Regions from separate parts of the Mus musculus genome. Here region 2 is linked to region 1. Evidence: chromatin contacts called from public HiChIP or PLAC-seq data. All regions are on one chromosome and are shown on one strand. The core of a region is the stretch at or near the end of the contact, and the rest is flanking DNA. Distances in the headings are between cores, read along the strand shown.

Region 1 (5,812 bases), core at 2,221-4,720:
GAATGCTGGGCCCCCTGGACACATAGTTGGGGATGAAGAAATACCAGGTAAAGTAGTGTGTATGCACATACACATACCTCTAATTATATGTACAGTGGCATTTGGGTGGGTAGATGAAGGGAACATCATCTGCGGATCCATTTCCTCTCAACCCTGCTGACAATTTTGTTTCCCCTTTTATAAGATGCCATTCTTTAAAATAACCTTAAATTAAAAAGATCCTGAGACTGCTGTGAGCATGACCAGGACAGCTGTCTCCAGAAAGGGGATGTAAACTGATAATTCTTCATCTAGATTCAGCGGTCCTTCATTACGTTTCTATTTCCTTTTATGTCTCCTCTTGTAGTACTGTGCATTTGCTATCTGTCTGCATGTGTGTGCGTGTGTCTGTATGTATGAGGAGGCTACAAGTTGACACTAGGTGTCTTTCTCTAGTCCTATTCTTAAATCCTACTGTAGAAATCAGGGAACAACTTTTGGGTTTCAGGTCTGTGCAGAGACTAAACCTAGATTTGTACAGCAAGCACTTTTACCTCCTGAATAAAAAGTTTTTGTTTCTAATTCTGGGAATTGAACTTGGGACTTCACACATGCTAGGCAAACATCCTACCTTTGAGCTATATTTCTAGCCCTCTATCTTTTCTTTTTTAAACATTTATTTATTTCATGTATGTGGGTACACTGTTGCTGTCTTCAGACAATCCAGAAGAGGGTATTGGATCCCATTACAGATGGTTGTGAGCCACCAATGCTGGGAATTGAAGAGCAGTCAGTGCTCTTAACCACTGAGCCATCTCTCCAGCCTTTTTTTTTCCCCTTCAAGACAGGGTTTCTCTGTGTAGCCCTGGCTGTCCTGGAACTCACTCTGTAGACCAGGCTGACCTCGAACTCAAAAATCCACCTGCCTCTGCCTCCCAAGTGCTAGGATTAAAGGCGTGTGTCACCACTGCCCGGGCTCCAGCCCTCTCTAATGTTTTTGAAAATGTGTCTCTTTCTGAACCTGGGAACTCACCATGTTGGCTAGACTGGCTCACCAGTGAATCCAAGACCTGCCTTACTCTACCTTTCCAGTGCTGGGATTTCAGGTATAGGCCACGACAGGCCTACCATTTAGATAAGTTCTAGGAATCCGAACTCAGGGCGTCACATTTACACAGCAAACAACCCCTGAGGAGTCCACCCAAGCCCTGCATATTCTTTATTTGCTTTGTCTTATCTCTGAATGCAAAGACAAGATTTTATGTTTAGTGGTCCATTTCTAGGATTTACATATAATGTTTGACACATAGCAGGAGCAGGATAAGATAATAAACCATTTTCCTAGTGAACCTACTACATGTAGAAGTAGAGGCCAGTAAGATAACTTAGCAAGAAAAGGCACTTATCACCAGACCTGAAGTACCCTCAGAATGCACATTGTAGAACTGACTCTTGCAAGTTGTTCTCTGAACCCCACATGGTCACTGTGGTACACACATGCCCACACATCACATGCCCATACAACACATGCCCACACATCACATGCCCACACATCACATGCCCATACAACACATGCCCACACATCAAATACATGGTTTGTTTTTTATTTTTTTGGAGACAGGGTTTCTCTGTGTAACCCTGGCTTTCTTGGAATTTACTTTGTAGACCAGGCCAGCCTTGAACTCAAACAGATCACCTGCCTCTGCCTCCTGAGTTCTGGAACTAAAGGGTGTGTGTTCCCACACCTAAAACATATGTATTTTTAAGTGAAGTAGAGAAAACTAAGTGGAATGTCCTCTTCCTCTCATACAGAAAACTGCCTCGAGCAGTTGGAAATGGGATTTCCACGAGGAGCCCAGCCAGCCCCACTGCTCTGCTCTGTCCTCAAGGCCTCAGGTTCTCTACAGCAGCTGTCACTGGACAGTGCCACCTTTGCCTCGCCTCAAGATTTTGGGCTTGTGTTGCAAACACTCAAAGGTAGGAATGGTGAAAGTGGGTAGGTAGGGACCTAACATTGTTCCCTGGGAAAATTAAGCCCCACCACCCATGGTGTGTGTCTCCTATCCAGAACACAACCTATCCCTGAAGAGGCTGAGCTTCCATGATATGAATCTTGCAGACTGTCAGAGTGAAGTGCTTTTTTTGCTAAAGAATCTGACCCTTCAAGGTAAGTTCCTAACCCAGAGCCTGCGCATTCCTGTGTCCTTACTGTAGCTTTGTCATGATCTCAGTCTGCAAACCACTGTTTTCCCAGGTCTCTATCTTCCTTGACTATAAAGGATATGGAACCTACATGACCTTCCTTCTAATATCCCAAGTTTTAGTACATCACCCAGTTTTGTTTTGTTTTAAGGGGCTGTCAGAAATGGTGGTAGCACCTTGGTGGTTTCAATTTAAAAAAAAAAAAAGATAGTGGGGAGAAATAAACATGCTACTGTGTGTGGGTGTGACTAGTCAGACACTCACTGTGACTAGTCTCCCCCCCTGCAAAAGCATCAGTGACTATATATAGAGAGCGGGAAGTGGATAAAAAATTTATCCTCAGAGATGTTCCTCAAACAGGCTCAATGTCCTATTTGAATTGAGTTCCAATATTGCTCGGATCTATATAGATTATCCTTTTCAGATCTGTATAAATGTTCACAGTACCTTGCTAGGCCAACCTAGGACAGGAGGACAGCACCACCCCTGCTTCAGTCATCTGAATATTCTACTTTCTCTTGACAGAGATTACCTTCTCCTTCTGCCGTCTGTTTGAGAAGCGCCCAGTCCAATTTCTTCCTGAGATGGTTGCTGCTATGAAGGGCAACTCTACACTGAAGGGCCTTCGACTACCAGGGAACCGCCTGGGTAGGGACCATACCCTGGAGAGGAGGAAGGGAGAAGGGAGGGAAAGAAGGAACTAGGAACTAGAAACTTTTGGGGTAAAGGTACTGACCAGGTTGTAATATAGGTATTTGAGTACTGGGTATTCAGAACTGCTAGGACTAGGGTTCTCCCAGGTTGGAGCTGGGATAGGATACCCTTGTTTCCTTGTTTGTGAGTAGAGTTAATGAGTGTTCCTCTCTCCCTCGCCAGGGAACGCTGGCCTATTAGCCCTAGCAGATGTTTTCTCAGAGGATTCTTCCTCTTCTCTCTGTCAGCTGGACATCAGGTATGCTAGGGGTTAGGAGACAAGGGATGGGGGAAGAAAAGGATATCAATGTAGACAAAAGCCTAGTTGCTTCCTGGATATCTAATTCATGGCATCCCTACCAGTTCCAACTGCATCAAGCCAGATGGGCTTTTGGAGTTTGCCAAACGACTGGAGCGCTGGGGCCGAGGAGCCTTTGGTCACCTACGCCTCTTCCAGAACTGGCTGGACCAGGATGCAGTCACAGCAAGAGAAGCAATCCGGCGACTCCGGGCTACCTGCCACGTGGTTAGCGACTCATGGGACTCAACCCAGGCCTTTGCAGATTATGTCAGCACCATGTGATGGGGCCCATACCTCACAGGCCCATCCTCAGTACCATCAGCTTGCAGGGACTGAGCCGTGGGCTGCCCAGAATCCCCAACCACTGATTCTGTCATCCTCTTTCTGCCACTTTGTCTATTTCTGTTTCCTTTTCATCTTCCCTTGCACTGAGGTCCTGGAGGCCTTGATGAGGCCCAGCAAAGGCATTCCCACCGCTGAGTTCAGAGGCTTTGGGCCACTTACTCAGTACTCTGGGAACCCCAGGCCAGGAGGTTACGGGTCTCTATCGTCACTGAGGAAAACACCCCCTACCCCTGCTCTGGGGTTTCCTGCTTCATTCCTCAAGCAGGCACCCAGGCTTTAGAGAAGTATAGGAATGCCTAACACCAGGCCTCTTCCCTCCTGGGCTTACCAATGTGTTCCCAGGCCTCAGTCCCTTTCATGCCTTTATTCCTTTCTTTTTCTTTTTTTTTTTTAAACCAAAAAAGTTTTTCTTATAAAATAAATTTTGGGCAAACATCATGCAGCCCTTCTTGATGATTTTCTCCCAGAGAATAAAACTGAGCAGAGCCTCATGAGGCAGAGAACCCCCTTTCCCTGTATCCTTTCCCAAACAACTACATCCAGACCAGCTGATTATCAGTGAAGACCGCGCTGCTCCTCATGAGAACGCTGGTGGAAGACGAAGGTGATGGCTGTAGATGAAGCATCCCAGGCAGCCTGGAGTACCTCATCCTGGAGCCCTCGTTTATCTGTGCTGTGGTTCCACTGAGCCAGGTCTGAAGTGCAGTCAGAACCATCAGGGGGTGGCCAGACCTGACGGTTGTTTACACAACGGCGGCAATGCAATCTGGGGTCAGAGGACAGAGTTGTGGTCACTACGGATTTCTGTGCTGGTCAGGTAGCAAAGAGATAATGACAAGGAACTCCACATACCTGTCATGTGTGTCACTGAGGCTTGCTTCATCCAGAGTAAACAGCTCTTTAAGCTCACCAAGAGAAAAGTGGCGCTCCACATCCTGCTCCTCGTCCACCACACAGCTGCTCAGAGCCTTCTTGTGGCTCTGCCGCTGAAAGATCTTCTCCTCAATTGTTCCTGCCTAGAAATGGGATGAAATGTAGAACTCAACCATTCCTGTAGATGCTGAGGGAGCAGGAAAACCTAGGGGCTGCAAACATCTTGAGAAAGAGCAATTATCTGCCTTAGCAGAGATCCATTTTCCTAGTTTTGGAGCCAAGAATTGTGCTGCTTTGTCTGTCCCGACCATTTTCAGCATCAGTGGAGAGTGTCAGCCTGGCTAAATGGGTTGAGTGTAAACAGGTTATCTGTATCAAAGTGCCCTCCACACCAAGCCCAACTCTCATTCAGTATCATCCGACAATTTTATGTCAGGTCATATACTAGTAATAGGATACAAGAAAGAATGAAGTATGATCGCTATCACAGAGGTCACAGAGCACTTCATTCAATATGCAGACTAACTATATAAATAGATTTGTACCATTGCAAAAACCTGTTAAGTAATACTCAGGGTCTCATGAAAGGAATGATCGAAGAGTTGAGGAGTTCAGAAAGCACTGAAAACAGATTCTCTCTGAGCTGACTCCAGAAAAAAAGGTGGACTAGAAGCCAAGAGCAACAAAGAGGGTCAGTTCTTCAGAAGGCTGAGGCAGGAAGAGTTCTTGGACAAGGTGGAAGATTCTAGAAACATTAAGGTTTTAAAGTAAACATGTAAGTATAAGAAAGCTAGAAAGGATGAAAGAGTAAGATGATCTCTACTAAAGCCTTGAAAACCAGCTGGAGAGATGGCTCAGCGGTTGAGAGCACTGACTGCTCTTCCAGAGACCCCGAGTTCAATGCCCAGCAACCACATGATGGCACACAACCATCTGTAATGGGATCTTATGCCCTCTTCTGGTGTGTGTCTGAATACAGCTACAGTGTACTCATACACATACTTACAGATAGCAGTCGGTAGATATAGCAGATCTTCTTTTGACCATCACGCCAGACTCGGGCCATAGCTTGTTCATCATTGGCTGGATTCCAGTCAGGATCAAACATGACCAGTCGGTTAGCACCAATGAGGTTAAGACCACAGCCCCCGGCTTTGCTGCTCAGCATGAAAACAAAATCAGGGCTCTGGGAAGAAAAGAAACAAGAAAGGAGAGCATAGGATGCACACACTTGGAAACTAAACTGGGATCCTTCTTAGCTCCACCAACACTTTTCTATACTCACACTGAGGACCACAGGTTGGTCTGCCTATCATTCAATTTCCCAACCCACAAAGTCAGTTCCTAAGCCAGATTCATCTTATCACACCCACCAGAACACAAAACAAAAATAAAGCAATGAAACACAACCACCACACA
Region 2 (5,812 bases), core at 1,327-3,826, 200 kb after region 1:
ACCTTGTGTTAATATCTAGTGCAGTGAAGATGACCTCGTGCTAATATCTAGCGCAGTGATTTGTGCTCTCTCCTAGTGCTTCACCTTGTGGTGACCTCCAAACAGAAAATTATCTTCATTGCTACTTCATAACAGTAACTTTGCCACTGTTATGATTGTAATGTAAATCTCTGTATTTTCTGATGGTCTTAAGTGATCCCCTGTGAAAAGGTCATTTGACCCCCAAAGGGGTTGCGACCCATAGGTTAAGAACTCCCAAGGCAGTTTTCCTGTCACGGTCACACCTACTCAGTTCCTTGAAATGTAATAAACTTGATTTTCTTTCCACCAAAACATCTTCATAAAGTTGATCTACATAGTTATTATGATCCTAACAAAACCCACAGCCCTGGGCTGGAGAGATGGCTCAGTGGTTAAGAGTGCCGACTGCTCTTCCAAAGGTCCTGAGTTCAAATCCCAGAAACCACATGGTGGCTCACAACCATCTGTAATGAGATCTGATGCCCTCTTCTTGTGTGTCTGAAGACAGCTACAGTGTACTTACATATAATAAATAAATAAATCTTAAAAAAAAAAAACAGCCCACAGCCCTAGCTGAATATTTGCAGAAATTAAAAAAAAGTTTCTAAAATTCCTCTGAAATGCACAGGACCCAAAACAACCCAAAGCACTGCCACCTGACATCAGCACTCATGATTGTAAGCTACAACAATCAACAAAGGAGGAGTTAACAAATGGACATGTATGTGGAGTGACAGGAATTGAGGGCTGAGAGAGTAGGCCTACATGGGTGGTGGTTGTACATACCTGAAGTCAAGCCTTTAAGAGGCACAGTTGTGTTTGATTGACAGGATGCTTCTGCCTGGATCCTATGTATAACAATTGCTCTGGACTTCCTCTGTTTCCTGGACATGCCTTAAGTATTTTCCTGTGTTGTCTCTCAGTGCAGACGGGGAAGTGAAGCACTGTGTCATCTACAGCACGGCTCGAGGATATGGCTTTGCAGAACCCTACAACCTGTACAGCTCACTGAAGGAGCTGGTGCTCCATTACCAGCAGACATCCCTGGTTCAGCACAACGACTCCCTCAACGTCAGGCTCGCCTACCCTGTCCATGCACAGATGCCTACGCTCTGCAGATAAGCAGAGTGGAAGAGACACGCTCTCTAGCCGTTTTTTTCCTATGGTTTTTATTAGACTACGATGAGGGCATTCTTTCAACGTAGACTGCTTGTTTTGCACAAGTGATTCTGTGAATGTGAAATGGAGAGGCCAAGCAGTAGCTTGGATTTAGAAATGAGGGGCCCAGGGTCTCTGGCCTCGGCTGTGCTGCTGCACTGATGGACTAAGCTGGAAGCAGATATTGGTTTCATGGGGTTTGGGTTTGTTGTCAGGCACCTTTAAAAGAACAGCTAAGGCTTGTTGTGGGTTGGGGTGGGGGTTTTATTTGGAAGTTTCTGAAGAGTCCACATCCCTTTGTCCTCAACCCTAAGAATGCAGCAGGTCACAGTTCTGCTGGGAGTTGTTTTGATTTGATAGTCTCTTCCCCTTTCCCCCAAATAAAGAGCCGATTTTGGCTCTGTGGTAAAGTGGGATTTGGTTTGGAGGGAAAAACAACCAAAGGAAAATAGGGAGGTATGGGATTACATTTTCAGAATCTAAACCAAGGAGGCAAAAGACCCCTTCAGTTGATGTTACTTCAATTTTATCAACATAATCTAGGCTTCAGCATCTTCACCAACTCCTCCCTCTAAAGCACTGTGTTCAAAAACCAACAAAGCAGCATCGCCAGACCAAGGTCTAAGGGGAGGACAGTAGTAGCTGAATGTACACTTCTGTACCAAAACTTGAAAGACTAGAAATGTGAGTTTCAACAAACACTAAAATTGGTCAGTGTATTTCCTTTTGCCCTGGCCTTGTTTCTCAGATGAGGAATAGAATTATTTTGTGGAAATAGTAAGCTTTGAGTCATAATGAAGTTGGTGCTTGTGTGGTGTTTCTTTAAAGAAATGTTTGAAACCCTTGTAAGTTGTTTTATGAGTAAAGAAACAGTGCAATCCAGTGCTTTTAGATGGCTTGATATACCAAATAATGATAGAGAACAACATTGTTGTGTGCTTCCTCAAGTTTAAAAGCCTTGCCAAAACTATACAAGGATTAATTTGCCTTCATCTCCCCTTCCTTTTTTGGATAGGGTTTAGGGAGCCATAGGTAGCTAAAGGAGGACTCGAGTTTGTGGTCAGAGACCTCAGTAAATCACAGGCACATGAGGCCTGGTATCCATGGTGAAGGGTCCATCACATGACATGTTATTCAATACTGTGGTTGAAGCGTTTGCCAGAAGAGGGGATGACGTGGAGTTCAGACTATCTGGGGAAATAATCCACAGGCTTTCCTGCTTGCCCTTTTTGTGAGCCTGCTGTTAAGGCAGTGCACACAGCCTGCTCTCATGCTTCCGTGGCTGTGGTTTAAGCCTTCAGCTAAGTGAAGTTAGATAGAGGAGAGGGCAGCCATCTATTTATGGATTCACACTCATTTAAGAGTTCAGCTGCTTCAGAGTCAGTTCTGGAGCCATAACAGGCTCAGTATGACTCAGCTGCTTGAGCCCAGTAATGTGCAGTCAGGCAGTTTAGACAAGCAGCCTGTGCCTGGGTCATCAGGCTTACAATCAGGGAAGATGAAGTTTGGGGGCCAAAATAAAGATGAATATGACTTTCCCTGAGCACTTCCTTTGGTGACAGTGTCTAGAAGAAACCACAGTATAGAGATAGGTCAAAAGTTTTGAATAATTGTCACAGTTGATAGGGCATGCCATTGATGGCTTTTTCTTGTTCATGCTCCAGTGTGAAAGAGAGGAGATTGACCACCCTCAGCCACTCTGTAAGGCCTTTTTCAAAATTGCCAGCTTAAAATCTTGCTCAGTTTACCAAGTAATGCCAGGCTATTTGTTGATTGGAATACCTGTGACTTTGTACTGATGTTGAACTTGCTGAAGCAGTTATATGCTCAAGATTAGGTGTGAGGAATCCCTCTGATCCAGCACTAAAATTTTAGTATGTCCTGAACGCCTTTTTAAAGAAATCTCTTCCAAGTAAGTCAAAATGATAAAATATACAGCTTTAGTGTTGAATAATGTCTTTACCTTGTAGGCAGACATGGAAGATATGCAGGAGAAAGCAGCATCTACACCTGGGCTGGACAATGGAGAAAGACAGGTTTTCAGTCCTATATTCTTTCCCTTTGAGTAACCACTTTGTGGGAGCTGAGACCAGGGATCATTTAATAAATCGGAAGCTATCTTTTTATTTTTCTGCCAAGTTACTACATGATTTATCTGATCCTGAGCTGTGGAAATGGCATGAGGAGCAGTCTCCTAAGAGTGGCCCTGCTGTCTGAGGGAGTCTGGAAGCAGGTGTTGGTCTTCTTCTCAAGGCTAGCTCAAAGTTCTGTCTCATGATCTAGGCCCTGGGACTATCTCTTTTGGCATCTTAACTGTAGACTCATTGACTAAAGCAGAGGCTAGAGACAGATTAGGACCATAGGGGCAGGCAGATCAGCCAGTCCCCAGATCAGCCAGTCCCCAACAGGAAAGCAGCTTTGGGTTGGCTAGATACAGTTTTTAAAATAAAAACAAAACAAAACAAAGCTGTTTCCACCTGGCATAGTTCAGCTTAGGTAGGTTGTTTATGTTCTTGTCACTGCTCCAGCAATAGATGAAGACATCCTACAGCTCCACACTACTAAGACACAAGCTTTCTACATTTACTTCAGACTCAAGCCCGAGTGGCATCTTCCTTGTGTCCCTTCTCTGCAAGGTACCAGCTTCACCCATTCTCCAGAACTTTAAAGAAAAAATGTACTTGAACAATTTCTGATTTCTAGGATGATCTCTACTGCCAGTTAGATCTTCTTGAGGTTTCCATGACATCATACACCAGAGGTCCATTCTTGGTCCTTTGCTGCCAACTGCTCATTCTTGACTTAGCTCTAGCCATTTGTGACAACCACCCTTGTTTCCTTACAAATCCTCGCATGTAACTTTGGTACTTTGTTGTTTCTTGTGAAGAATCTATTCTGTTGTCTTTGATGTAATAAAAAAATTTCATGTAGTTTATGTAAAAATAACTGACTCAGAAGGAAGCCAACTGTGTCTTGTGTTGGAACAATTCATAATGTAATTTCTAGACCACTTTTGCAAATTGTTCTTGTCACCAAATGTGTTCAGACATTGCTGTGCGGTTGTGGGGAAGGGGTGGGGGGAAGGTAAGGTGAGAACATTGTTGGGGCTTTTTCCTTTTTTTAACCTTCTCCAAGACTTGGAATGGTTGGCAGACTTGCTCCAGATGCAATAAAGACATTGCAGTGAAGCATTTTTTGGTTTTCTTGGCATGGAGGGCAGTGGGCTAAAGCAGGTTAGGGAGTAAGGTAAGAAGTTCTGCATGCTTGAAGTCCATACTGGGGCCAAGAGAGGTTCTCCTTCCTATAAGAGGAAATTAAAACTCAAAAAACAAAAACAAACAAACAAACAAACAAAAACCTTTCTACCTCCCAAAGGACACAAATCCAAAATTAAATGAAAGCCATTTCCTCCCTTTAACACCCATTCAAGTAAATGCATTTTATTGGTTCTCATACTCAGAAGTGTTTTTCTACTCTGCGACTAGGAGAAATGGACTTAGTTTTATAGTTTATGCTTTTGTCCCTCTTCAAGGTACAATACCCACATGGCATGGTCAGGGAATACCTGTTTATTTACCTTGTGCTGTGCCTTTAGTCCCAAGACAACCGAACTTATCTTCTTGGACATCTCTGTATCGCATATGCATTGGACTTAAGAGGAAGGCTGACGATCATCCTGTCCATCCCCAGACCCTCACGCCTGCCTACAGCTATAGAGCTCCCTCTGTTAAATCACAATAGGTAGCCCTTCCAACCACACCCACACCCAGAGTCCCATGTATATTGGATTCTATTTCCTCCCTGCAATCTTTTTGTTTTGTTTATTTTTATTTATTTATTTTTGAGACAGGGTTTCTTTGTGTAGCCCTGGCTGTCCTGGAACTCACTTTGTAGACCAGGCTGGCCTCGAACTCAGAAATCCACCTGCCTCTGCCTCCCAAGTGCTGGGATTAAGCCATGCCTGGCTTTTTTTTTTTTTTTTTGGTAATCTTTTTTTCCACTCAGTTTCATCATCCACATTTAAAATGGCTGGGTGTATAGTGCTACTGAGATAGCTGCTTTTCTAGAGGACCCAAGTTCAGTTCCTAGGACCCACATGACAGGTCACAACATAATTCCAATTCCAGAGGATCTAAGCCCTCTCTGGCCTCTGTGGCACTGTATGCATGTTGTGCAGATACACATGCAAGCAAGACACTCACAGGGATACTTTAAAAAATATATATATATATATATGTGTGTATATATATATATATATATATATATATATATATGAATTTGAGTGTCCTCATTCTACTCTTAAACTCTACCTTGATCATTCATTCCTTTCACCTCAATGTCTGTTTCCTCACTTGAAACTTCCCTACAGTTATCACTTGAAACAGTGCCCTCTCAAATGCTAAGTGATCATTGCTTGTTTTTTCATTAAACCCACTCCACTCCACCCAATCATCTAGTTTTCTTCAGACATGTTTACTCTCTCTGGCTTTTCTAGTCTCCTCACCTTGGGCCTCTTTACTTAAATTTTGCCTCCATCACCAAATTCATCTGCTATGTCTAGGACAATACAGGTCTTTATTGTGAGATATCTCATATTCAGAATGCAGGGTGTGGTGTTCTAAATGAGAATGGT

The links. HiChIP or PLAC-seq counts read pairs in DNA pulled down with a chosen protein or histone mark.
Region 2: a contact with region 1 is called in a FOXA1 HiChIP or PLAC-seq map of pancreatic cancer cells. The contact joins two enhancer-like sites. A contact is called at or near these places in 1 of 115 datasets of contacts at active chromatin or transcription factors (pancreatic cancer cells) and 3 of 9 other capture datasets (adipose tissue, liver and pancreatic islet).

The regions. Positions count from the first base shown.
Region 1 is chr4:116,093,086-116,098,897 of GRCm38.p6, forward strand. It overlaps Lrrc41 (leucine rich repeat containing 41), which reads left to right. Exons shown (of 10, transcript NM_153521.2): 5 at 1-47; 6 at 1,792-1,956; 7 at 2,048-2,146; 8 at 2,707-2,829; 9 at 3,058-3,133; 10 at 3,238-4,024. The coding sequence ends at 3,457. It overlaps Rad54l (RAD54 like (S. cerevisiae)), which reads right to left. Exons shown (of 18, transcript NM_009015.3): 16 at 5,400-5,579; 17 at 4,373-4,536; 18 at 3,870-4,286. The coding sequence ends at 4,076. Among named protein-coding and RNA genes, the nearest start is that of Gm52704, 7.5 kb to the left of the region's middle. Within about 2 kb of position 3,471, at least 21 of the 459 cell types and tissues checked have an H3K27ac peak or open chromatin away from gene starts, as enhancers often do. A contact at or near this core is called in pancreatic cancer cells, where this site is marked.
Region 2 is chr4:116,298,690-116,304,501 of GRCm38.p6, forward strand. It overlaps Pik3r3 (phosphoinositide-3-kinase regulatory subunit 3), which reads left to right. Exons shown (of 10, transcript NM_181585.6): 10 at 945-4,367. The coding sequence ends at 1,143. Among named protein-coding and RNA genes, the nearest start is that of Pik3r3, 80 kb to the left of the region's middle. Within about 2 kb of position 2,577, at least 107 of the 459 cell types and tissues checked have an H3K27ac peak or open chromatin away from gene starts, as enhancers often do. A contact at or near this core is called in pancreatic cancer cells, where this site is marked.